Regions from separate parts of the Bombyx mori genome. Here region 2 is linked to region 1. A link is a contact called in public Hi-C data. All regions are on one chromosome and are shown on one strand. The core of a region is the stretch at or near the end of the contact, and the rest is flanking DNA. Distances in the headings are between cores, read along the strand shown.

Region 1 (5,405 bases), core at 1,824-4,323:
ATTATAAAATTTAGAGTCTGGGTGCGATAATTCATGATCGCTCAGGTTGAGCCCGTGAGCTTACCTGCCCATTCGCGCGTAGCTGGAATAGCCCCAAAAGCTACCAGCGAATAGGTAGTTAAAAAAGTTATAATCATTTAAATCAGGCGGTTTTGAATTACTCTAATCTCTTATCTTTAGTAGATACATGATTTCGCGTTTAGCTTTGTAAATGTATCACTTCTTTTCGAATGTTTTGTTACATATTACGTTCTTGAATTTGAATAACGTAAGATGATTACAAAAGTAAAACCACTTGTATGTAGTGAAAAGTCGATAGTCATTTAAAAATAACCACAAAATAATTATTCTTGTCAGCATCAAGCTAAGCTAAATAGGAAACTATTGATTAATTTTTCACAGTAGGGGAAGTGTACTTAATCATCTTCATAGAAATGCTTTTATTACTGTAAATAGGTATTACACTTAATAAATGTTTGATGAGTGTAATGGATATTTTTTATTTTATTTAAACTCTTCAAAAAAATTCAGTAGTATAAAAAACTTAAACAACGTAACATTTATTACCTAAACCTAACCTAATTATAAATAGTTATTTACAATACAAAATTTAAGACACTAGAAAACAAATATGTAAATGCCCAATAACAATAAGTCTCAACTGAAACTATGGAACTGGTTGTGCTGTGGGATAATCATACCGTTTTGAAGGATATTCTTCATGAGGCTTTGAAGAATAGTGTTGTTGCTCGGTAGTATACTGGACCTGTTGATCATTAGGGTAGTTCTCCTGTATAGGAGGATATAGGTTGTGTTGTACTGTAGAGTAAGAAGTTTGTTTTATTGTGGTGTACTGATGTTCCGGAAGGTAGTGCTCAGGTATCTCTGTGGTATAATCATCTTCTGAAGAGAAATCATCTGGTTCTTTTTGTTTTTCTTTGTTTGCACATGGTGTGGTACCTGTTTCACTAATAATAATATCATTCCATTTTGGTAAGGTTTTGGGATGAGGTAGACTTGAATTTAATACTTCACGTACATATTCATAAGCTTTAGAAGAGTAGGAATTCAATGTTAGGCAGAACTTTCTAATTGCAAGCGAATAATGTATTTTCTTTTTACGGTTTACATATATATTTCGAAATAACTCCAGGGGTACTTCATTTAATGTTGGCACTTTTTCGATTTTAGGATCAATTAAATATTTGTCTTTTATTCCTTTCAATATTGTTTTCAATGATTTGTTTTTTCTTTTGAGTCGGCGAACCTTTTGATTGAGTGTTTTAATTTTTCTATTATTCTCTAATTTAATTCTTTTATGTTTACGAAGTTCTTTTTCTAAGCACACTCGATAAGACCCCTCAATTACAGAATCAATCTCAGATTCTGATACTGAATTTTCATCAGGTAACTCATTTGATTCATTTGAACTTTGTAACTTATTGCACTCACTTGTTTCATGACTAGTAGGCAGTTCATTGCATTCAGACATTTCACTAGTACCAGCTAGTTCACTGGGCTCTGGTATCAGTATTTGAATGGCAGGTTCTAATTTAGATGTGGCCGTAGAATCTGATGACCTTGAGTTTTCAGAATCTTGGCTTGGACATTCTTGACTACCCGGACTATCTGGACTGGACTGGAGAATGCTTTCAGATAACTGAGAGCGACTTATGTTCTGGTAAAGAAGTGAAATATAATTTTTTTTTGTGTCTTAATTAAGATTAACCAAATTAAGAATAATAGCGAATTAGTAATAGGTACAAACCTTTTTAGGTACAACATTTTTTCTTACCCTTTGAAGGCCATTATCTGTAAAGTACAAATCCTTTTCCTCAAAATGTGCAGAGCATACAGTACTAAACTTTGAAGGGACCCATTTTTCGTCGTTTCTACTCTTTCTTATTATTGTTGTCCATTTGTGCTTTATAACACGATCCCTCGGAAATCTGTAAAATAATTTGAAATTAATGTTTTACAAAATAAATTTGACTTCGCCTGACTTAGTTTTACAAGTAATTAAGAATTAAGGTTAATCTTTACGTGATTACTGACTTGTGAAAAGACACTCCAGCATGTTTCGTATGTAATGATGATTTATTTCTGCAATTTTTTATAACACAAGACGGCATTTTCTTTTGTTTATAGACTCATAGTACTCTGTGACACTCTGTGTGTAGACTAGTCTGTACTGTTGACTAAACGGGTGACATGACAATAACATATGATGACAGTAAAGTAGTGGTTTCCATTTTCCGACTAGAAAGCCAAAGGTATTGCCCCGTACAGCCTTTTGTATTTTCTGTTTTATGAAAGATGATATGAAGCAAAATGAAATTAGGTTGGTTAATTGGAATTGATTTATTTCATTTTCACAGATACTAAACAGTTAATAAAACACCAATTATTACACATTTAACCCTAACATACACTAAATTATTAATAAAGTAAAACAATTCACACAACTTCGCTTCTCGAATTCCCGCCAAAAATTCAGTGACAAAAACTGCTTGACGTGACTGCTTTCTTCTTAATTTTTTTTAGCTTTGTCCATGGGATTATTAGCAAAGAAGTCAAATAATTACAGAAACCTTTAAAAATAGTCTTGCTAAAATAAAGTAAAATTACTGATAACTTTATTTAACGCTTAGGCGAGCTCACGGCCTCAGCCTGCGTGTCTTTGCTAACATCTGCCCTTTTTAATTTTTTTAACACTGGGGAATCCATTTACGGATACCCGGTCGAGAGGGGTTACGGACCGGGTTATATCTGACTCCGGCGTCTCCTGAAAGGAAGAGGAGGAGAAGAGAAGGACTGAGGTCCTCCACCTCCCCTAATTTCTCACAGGAGACTACGCCTTGAAATAGGTGCGCGAGGCACTAGCCCCGCTGAACCGACTACCGACTAAACGCCATCGAGCTCCACTACACCGACTTCACAAAACTTACGGCACCGCAGTACGCGCCGAAAGTCCTGCCACATACTTCAAATATTTTTTTGTAAGAAACGGGTAAGCCATGTTTTATCCGGCAATATTGTTCCGTTTTATTGTCATAGATTTACATCCGAGAAAATTAATGTTCAAGAGAGACGAAAGTTTAATTTTGGTAAATGTGATGAATGCATTGACATCTGCTACGTGGAGATTCGAAGGACATCTTGGAGAAATGCTTCTTGTATATGTTCTTATTGTTTCCTATTGTTTCAAAATCCAGTCGCTATAATTATATGAATGCAATAACGCGTTCTTTTCATAAGTACTGAACGAAAAATCAGCCATGTTTATTTTGAAATGTCAACATTGATCAGAAATGTCAAATAAATATTATTTTGTTTAATTCCGCGCTAAATATTTCATTAAAAACTAAAGTTATTAAAGTGTGTGATCATTTAAAAATCGTATTGAGTAAAAATTCTTTCTGCAAATCATTAAAAGAGTGTCAGTTTTCCTGAGATATGTTTTAACACCTTCAATATGAGGCGAGGTCACTTAAGTTCAGGCGGTTGGCGGACTGAAAATCCCAGACAACATAGGCCTAGAAACCCAGGAAACCCACGCTTCAGGCCTCCCAGACCGTATAATCTTCACAATCCTAACAGGTTAGAAAAATTTGCGGCGCTCATTATAATTTTGATATCAGAAGTATCTTGAGTATGTATTGGACAAAATGAGAAAATATTCGTTTCAAAGCATTATTTAATTTAATTTATTGATCCTAGTAATGTCTGTTAGTGTTTTAAAATTGTTTTTGTAATCAAATAATTTTATAAATTTTAGGTTCCCACATCCAGGGCCTAGACTACACAGACCGCCTCATTTTGGAAATTATCCTAATAGAGGAGACCAGCATTATGATGACTATACTGACCATTATGAGAGACACACTTACAGAAACCATAACAGTCCTCAGCGCAATAGCTCCCTTAATTCTAGACATAGAGGTCATTACCAAAATAGAGGAGGAGGCCAAAGGCAAATACTTCCATACCTCCAACAAACAAGAACACTTGAAACTCAAATTTCAAATATTAAATGTTATGATAACAATAAATCACAAGCATACCATATAAACAGCATGGGTGATGTCGACCACAGAATTGTTGCTAACAATTCACTTGCTCAAGAAAGACTTTTAAATCACAGTCCTTGGGTAAACCCTCATTTTGATTGCAAATCATACCAAAATAAAAGCCCTCAAAAACATCATTTAAAGTACAATGAAAATATCGAAAATAAAAACAGTCAACCAAACTATCCAGGACACAGACCCCCTGCTTCTGATCACTACAGTACCACTCCTGATTTAGAAAACACAAATAATGATATATCATTCAGCAGGTCTATAGATGATACTGTAGATATTGTTAGAAAGCGACTTTTAAACAGGAATGAGCCTCCAAGTCCATCTTGTGATGATCCAAATGAAAATCAAATGACTACAATCAACACATCATCAATTCCATATGAGAATCCTCAACAAGAGCAGCCTGTAAAGAGAAGAGTGCAGAGACAAAGACAAATAGAAAAATCGAACTGTGACAAAATGAAAAACAATATTGTGAAACAGTTATTCAAAATGGACAAAGACAAAATACATAAATTGATGGACAACCCTAATTCATCAACAAAATTTGAATATGCAATAAACAGTTTTATAACAGAATCTCAGAACAGCTTGAATCGTCACATGAGATCATTAGCCGAGAAATCTCTCAGTAGTTCCAGTCATGACTTTATTCACAACGACAATAATACTATTTATGAAGACACATTCATGAAGCAGATGCAGTGTATCTTAGATCCGCAAGATACAGTTTTACTTGAAGACATAAAACCACTTGTTTTGGCTGAACTTAGTAAGATTTTGAAATTAAATAATGTGCAACAGGTGTATGAGATTGCAGAAACTGAAGATAACACTTATAGTGCAGAACATGTTGATTATGATTATCATAGTGAAAATATATATAACGATAATTATGCACAAGAAAGATATTTAAATCAAGATGAAATTGATGATTATACTGATTTCCACGGTGGTGAGGTACCAAAATTTGATGAACAGGATGAGATGAAACATCCCATTCAAAGTCACCCTAATAATCTGTATAGAAGACGAAGCTCAGAGAGTTTTAAAAGTACAGAAAATAAAAGAAACAATACCAACCAACAGGTAATTCCTGAAATAAAGCCCTTGTTTGAAACACACAGAGAACAGAGCTCTGAAGATGAAGATCCTTTTGCTGAATTAGACAGGCAATACCATGTTCCAGTTGACCACACTTTTCTAGAAAGTGAGGACTGCATAAATCCGTCCACTTCAACATCAAAGTCAGCCAATGAGTTTGTTTCACCTAAAACTGAAAAACCCTCATTAGATGATATTCCAAATCATTCTGAACAG
Region 2 (5,557 bases), core at 883-3,382, 770 kb before region 1:
AAGTCCAGGTCGTCATGGAGGTCGACGTTCCTGACGAACCACGGGGCTCCGACGGCTATCCTGCAAAAACGGGATTGAATGATTTGGAATGATTTTAAGTGTATGCGGGCCGCGTGAGCGAACACTACACTTGCATAGGTCATGACGGGGCGTATGCAAGTTTTGTAGAGTGTCACCTTATTTCTAAGGGACATTTTACTTCGCCTACATATCATCGGGTAGAGACGTCCTAGAATGAAGGCGGCACGGTCGCGTACCGTCTTAATGTGGGGGCGGAATGTCATCCTACTGTCGAGGGTGACGCCTAAATATTTGACCTTCGGGGCCCACGGTATGGGCTGGTCGAACATCGTGATTGGGCGAGTGGCGGGGGCGGAGGTGTTGACGCGCCTAGTCGGGAGGGGGATGCTCAGCGTGGTGTTCGGAGGGCGACCCCTTTTGAAGAGCACCGCTGTGCTTTTCGTGAGGTTGATGTCGATGCGCCACTTCCGGAACCACTGTCCCATGGTGGTAGCTGCGGTCTGAAGTCGTCGATGAAGCAACGCCTTCTTCCTACACGAGTAGTAGATGGCGGTGTCATCGGCGAAGAGCGCCAGATGGGTCTCCGGAGACCGGGGTATATCATTGATATACAAACTAAATAGTAACGGGGAGAGGGCGGAGCCTTGCGGGACTCCGGCTGTGACGTGACGGGGCCGGGAACGCGTTCCCTCGACTCGCGCAGTTCCCTGCAACGTTCTAAAAGTATTAAGGTTATCGAGGTCAACGATCTTAGTGTGGCTAGACAAATTCACATCCCTCCTGAGAATCATCACTAAGATCCATAGACAATACTACCATGGACTGCTTAATTAAACACATCTATTTCCTGATCCCCACCTTTTTTCATTTTCAACGTCCATTGTTAACCTATACTTGATCAGACCTTAATAAATTTGGTCAACTCTGTAATCTGAACAGATTATACTTTATATTCATCTATACTCGGAAGCACGTACAATATACCTTATTTCATTGTTTTAGTAAAATAAATATTGCTCTAAAAGCATTATACTTTAATTTCAGTGGTGATTCTGGGAGTGCTTTGGTCAATTGTAATGGAAAAACTCATCAAATAGGGATAATATCATGGAATATCAATAAATATCCAAGCATTGCAATATATACAAATGTTAGCTATTACTATGATTGGATCTTTAGAAATTTTAAATTATTGTACTGCACGTACAGTAAAGACACCAAAATATGAAAATAAAAACATAAAAACTGAAAGTTACTGTTGAAAATAATGCTACTTAATTGTGAAACAATTATGTAACAAAATAAATACTAAACTTTATAAATTTGTTTTATTTTATTCAAATTAAATAATTCATAACAACTAGCAAATATCAATTACTACTACTAGTAGCAGTACTAGGTGCACACTCCTGTTCGACAGCATGTGAAGGAGGATGCTCTAACACAGTGTCTATTATACCAAAGGTCTTTGCTTCGATTGGGGACATAAAACAATCACGCTCCATTGACGACTGCACTTTCTCTAACGCTAAGCCTGTGTGTCTCACATATAAATTATTTATTTGTGCTTTCAGTTTTAAAATCTCTTCCGCCTGTATCTGTATATCAGTAGCTTGACCTCGTACTCCTCCAGATGGCTGATGTATCATGATCCGAGAGTTAGGTAGCGCGTGTCGCATTCCGGGGGCTCCAGCGGCCAGCAACAAAGATGCCATGCTGCATGCCTGACCGACGCACCACGTCGCTATTGGGGGAGTGATGTACTGCATTGTATCGTAGATACCGAGACCAGCGGTTACAGCTCCACCAGGAGAATTAATGTACAAATGGACAGGCTTTTTACTCGACTCCGACTGCAGGAATAGTAATTGTGCTACGATCAAGGAACTTATATCATCGTTAATCGGCCCCATTAAACATATGATTCTCTCGCGAAGTAATCTCGAGTAAATGTCGTATGCACGCTCACCTCTACCAGTTTGTTCGACTACAATCGGTATCATACCCAGTAACTTTGGCAGACTGGTATTAATTTGCCTTGTTACATTGTAGACATTAGTTATTCCAACGCACAATCTTCGGCCTACTCGACCTATGGAACTCAACGCCATTGTAAATATCAAAGTTTTATTGTCTTACTTTTAAAATATTCTGTGAGATATATATCCAGTTGGCGGGGAGTGCTTTAGTTTAATAGGCACTTAATAAATTTAATTTTGATCTACATTTACATATTTTTAAAAACTTTGTTCCTATTTTTTATTTTGACATTTGTCACAAAATTGGCAAGATCGTTTTTAATCAATGTCAATTAGTAATAGTCATTCCATTTTTCTACCTGGAAAGGCGAAGATATCATACCATACAACTTAATTTTCTTTATATTGTATTTTATAAAAAACGATTGTTTAATAATTAAACCAAGGGAGATATCATACATGAGATCAAAATATGTAGTTTCAGTAAAACAGTGGTTATTTACAGCGACTTTTGAAAGAAACCGAGAAGCTACGTCCAGCAGCTTTGTTTCATTTTCCTATATTTGTGCACTTTCACAGATACTAAGCAATTAGAAAAACATGGTTGCAGGTTTTAAACTAAAAAAAACTTAATTCATACTTAGAAAACAGATTTTCCGTTTTTTAATGATCTTAGCAGGACTGGAAATGAAAACGATGCCCATATGCTATTACTGAACTTCAAGAGTAAAAATTTGTAAAAGGTGAAATAACCGCACAGTAAAATAGAAGTAATTTCTAAGGCTTACATTAGCCTCAGACGAACCTGAGAAAACAGTTAATAAATTGTGATTATCACAAGCTTACTTAATACACTACACACACTAGTAGTAGGTTTTGAGTTAAATGGAACAAACGAAACACGTTTCTCACAATTTTCGGCCTTCTTTACAATAAAAATCGAAGGCACGATATCCACGCTTTTTTTTTAAGTTTCGAAAATTACAATAAAAATATTCCAGAAAATCCGCGTAAAAATTTACCTACATTGGCTTATAGCCAACATTTAGTGCGAGGGTTTCGTCAACACGGTAGGGATTATAATTTACCACCGCATTCCGCTATCTACCGCCTTCATTCTCTTTAAAAACATATTCATGACATTTACGTTTTTTGTTTACAGAAAAAATAAAAAATCTATGATTTTGTCCGCGTTTTCCGCAAACCCCTCTAAATGAGACGTGAATTTACTTCAATAAAAACTCATATAGGTATATAAATAATCATATCCATTATTTAAAAAACAATTACATAGGTACTTATATCGATAAAGTTATCACATTTTTTTACGAAAGTATAAAACAATTTGCCGGATACTTTCATACTTAAATATTTCAGTTATTTCTTAAATTGACATTCTTATTTATAGTCACATTAAAGGTACAATCCATCGAAAGATGATCATAAATAAATTGCATATTTCAAAATAGTAGTCTCGCCTGTGTAGAAACAAAATCATATAACATCATTCACATACACCACACTACAATTTTATAAACTTAATAAACAGTACATAAGTAGTAGTTATACCTGAGTAGTAAGTAAATGTAAAGTATTTGAGTGATATCCTTGTGTTAAATGTCATTGATAATTTAGAATAAAGATTTTCTCTACAATTATCTACTTATTTTGCTGTTGTCGTTTTCTTAATTTCATTAATGCCTCCAGCCTTTTTCTTTCTAATAATTCTTTCAAATCATTGGATTTATTTGTTACAGTATCAACTTTATTTGCATTATTACTAGGAAACTTTGGTTGAAACTTTGTAATATTTTGTTTTAATAAAACATTTTCATTAAGTTTTTCTGTGGGTAAGTTATTTACAGCTTGTGATTTTATTGGTTTTGTTTCCAGACTTCGGCATACATTATTCTTAGTATTAGGCAACAGTTTAGCAGATTGATAAATGAAATTTGGTTCACTGTTTGAATTTATTTTTAGATTCTTCTGTGATTGACTTTGCTGTTTTGTCTGCATAGATGTGAAGGGCAGTAACCTTTTGGCAAGTAATTTTTCTCTGGCTAACCGATGTTTCCGTTCTATTTCTTCTTGGGTACATTTTATTGGTGAACAATCAGATTCTGTAACATATATTACATTGTTTATTTACTGATAGCTGTCCATAACAACGAATGCTATAAAGCATTGGAAATGTTAGAAATAAGGTAGAGACAATGAAAAACATGAGCCTGAAATGTAGAAAAAGTGTGTCTTCATTTTGTCTGTGACTTGCAAAAGGTGAAGAAAATACATACAAATGATTGTGTATTGACATGGAGCTAATTATAAAGGAAAAAGTGTACTTAGCGCATACCTCAAATTAATATTATATTTTATTTACCTGCAACCTAAAGTTAAATTAATTTTATTTGTTGCATCATATTGTCATACTTGTAGGATCTGTACTAGTTTGTTTACAGAAATGATTCCTTTAGTTATTATTTATATGTTTGTTTTAAGAAAACTTACCACCACTGCTGATATTCTTCTCAGTTGGCATAGTATTATACCTGCCAAAGACCATGCCACTTGTAGAAGGTTTATTTACATTCAGTGATGGTGATTCCGGCATAGTGCTGTGTCGAATGAATGACAATGACTTGGGGCTTGCATTGTGAACTATAACTTCTTTCACTTTCCAACTACTACCAGTCTTGTTAGTTTCATCCATTTTAACTGGCATTTGAGTCAATTGTTCGAATACGCTGTCATTCAAATTCTCAACAAGATTATCAAAAGAGTCATTGTTAATGCATGGCATTTCACTTTTCTTTACTTTGTTAACTATTGGTGAACCTAGCTTTACATTACCTAAAAGTGTATCCATTGAATTATAATTAGTTTTCACATCAACATACTTCCTTTTTGCTGGATTTACTTTTGGCGGGGTTACTTCATCATCAAACGCAATGTCTTCAACAATTTGACTGGCTTTGATCAAACATTCATTCATTGAATCATCAGATTCTATCACATTTTCATTCTCTGGTTTAGTAAACTTTGAACTTAACACATTTTTCCGTAAGCAGTTGTGTTTTGTTTTTCGTCCACTTTTTGGTGAATAATCAGATGAATCACTAAATAAATCCTCTTCACTACCTGAATGGGTTTTGACACCAGACTCTTTAGGGTTTTTTTTAATTAATTCAGACAAGTTTTGATTTAATTCAATAAGATCATTAAATAATTCTGTTCTTTTCTGCGTTGAACGGAGTGCTCTGCGTTTTGAAATATGTTTATCAATAAGTTTTGGACGTTGAATTCTTTTAGCTTTCCTACCAATGGGTGTTGCATTTTTATCATGAATTTTGTTGCGATCAGCTTTCGGAGTGTAAAAATTCCACACAACATCAGTTTCTCCGTCAGCTCCATCTTGTGTGCATAAAAAGGGAACTGGACTAGTAGCATCTGAATCATACAGTGAATCACTGTCTCTTGAAGGAGAATTGTTATTTTGTTCTGGAGTTGAACATATCACTGAAAATAAGATTTGCATAGATTTTTTTTTATTCATGAAA

The links. Hi-C and Micro-C count contacts between places; a contact is called where the count stands out from the background.
Region 2: a contact with region 1 is called in a Hi-C map of middle silk gland, with 2.2 times the contacts expected there. The contact joins the promoter of LOC119628358 here to the promoter of LOC101740758 in region 1. A contact is called at or near these places in 3 of 7 Hi-C or Micro-C datasets (middle silk gland, posterior silk gland and whole pupa).

Annotation. Positions count from the first base shown.
Region 1 is chr25:10,126,352-10,131,756 of ASM3026992v2, reverse strand. LOC101740758 (putative uncharacterized protein DDB_G0282133) reads left to right here and starts at 3,073. Exons shown (of 7, transcript XM_004921836.5): 1 at 3,073-3,600; 2 at 3,779-5,405. The coding sequence starts at 3,476. It overlaps LOC101738513 (DNA transposase THAP9), which reads right to left and starts at 2,216. Exons shown (of 3, transcript XM_062676188.1): 1 at 2,056-2,216; 2 at 1,796-1,949; 3 at 476-1,678. The coding sequence starts at 2,132. The coding sequence ends at 668. LOC101740619 (dihydrolipoyllysine-residue succinyltransferase component of 2-oxoglutarate dehydrogenase complex, mitochondrial) reads left to right here. Exons shown (of 10, transcript XM_012688929.4): 10 at 1-489.
Region 2 is chr25:10,895,799-10,901,355 of ASM3026992v2, reverse strand. It overlaps LOC119628358 (ATP-dependent Clp protease proteolytic subunit), which reads right to left and starts at 2,132. Exons shown (of 1, transcript XM_038020330.2): 1 at 1,336-2,132. The coding sequence starts at 2,132. The coding sequence ends at 1,392. It overlaps LOC101737844, which reads right to left. Exons shown (of 3, transcript XM_004921729.5): 2 at 4,509-5,516; 3 at 3,252-4,120. The coding sequence ends at 3,660. It overlaps LOC101740349 (transmembrane protease serine 11D), which reads left to right. Exons shown (of 3, transcript XM_012689698.4): 3 at 1,066-2,297. The coding sequence ends at 1,249.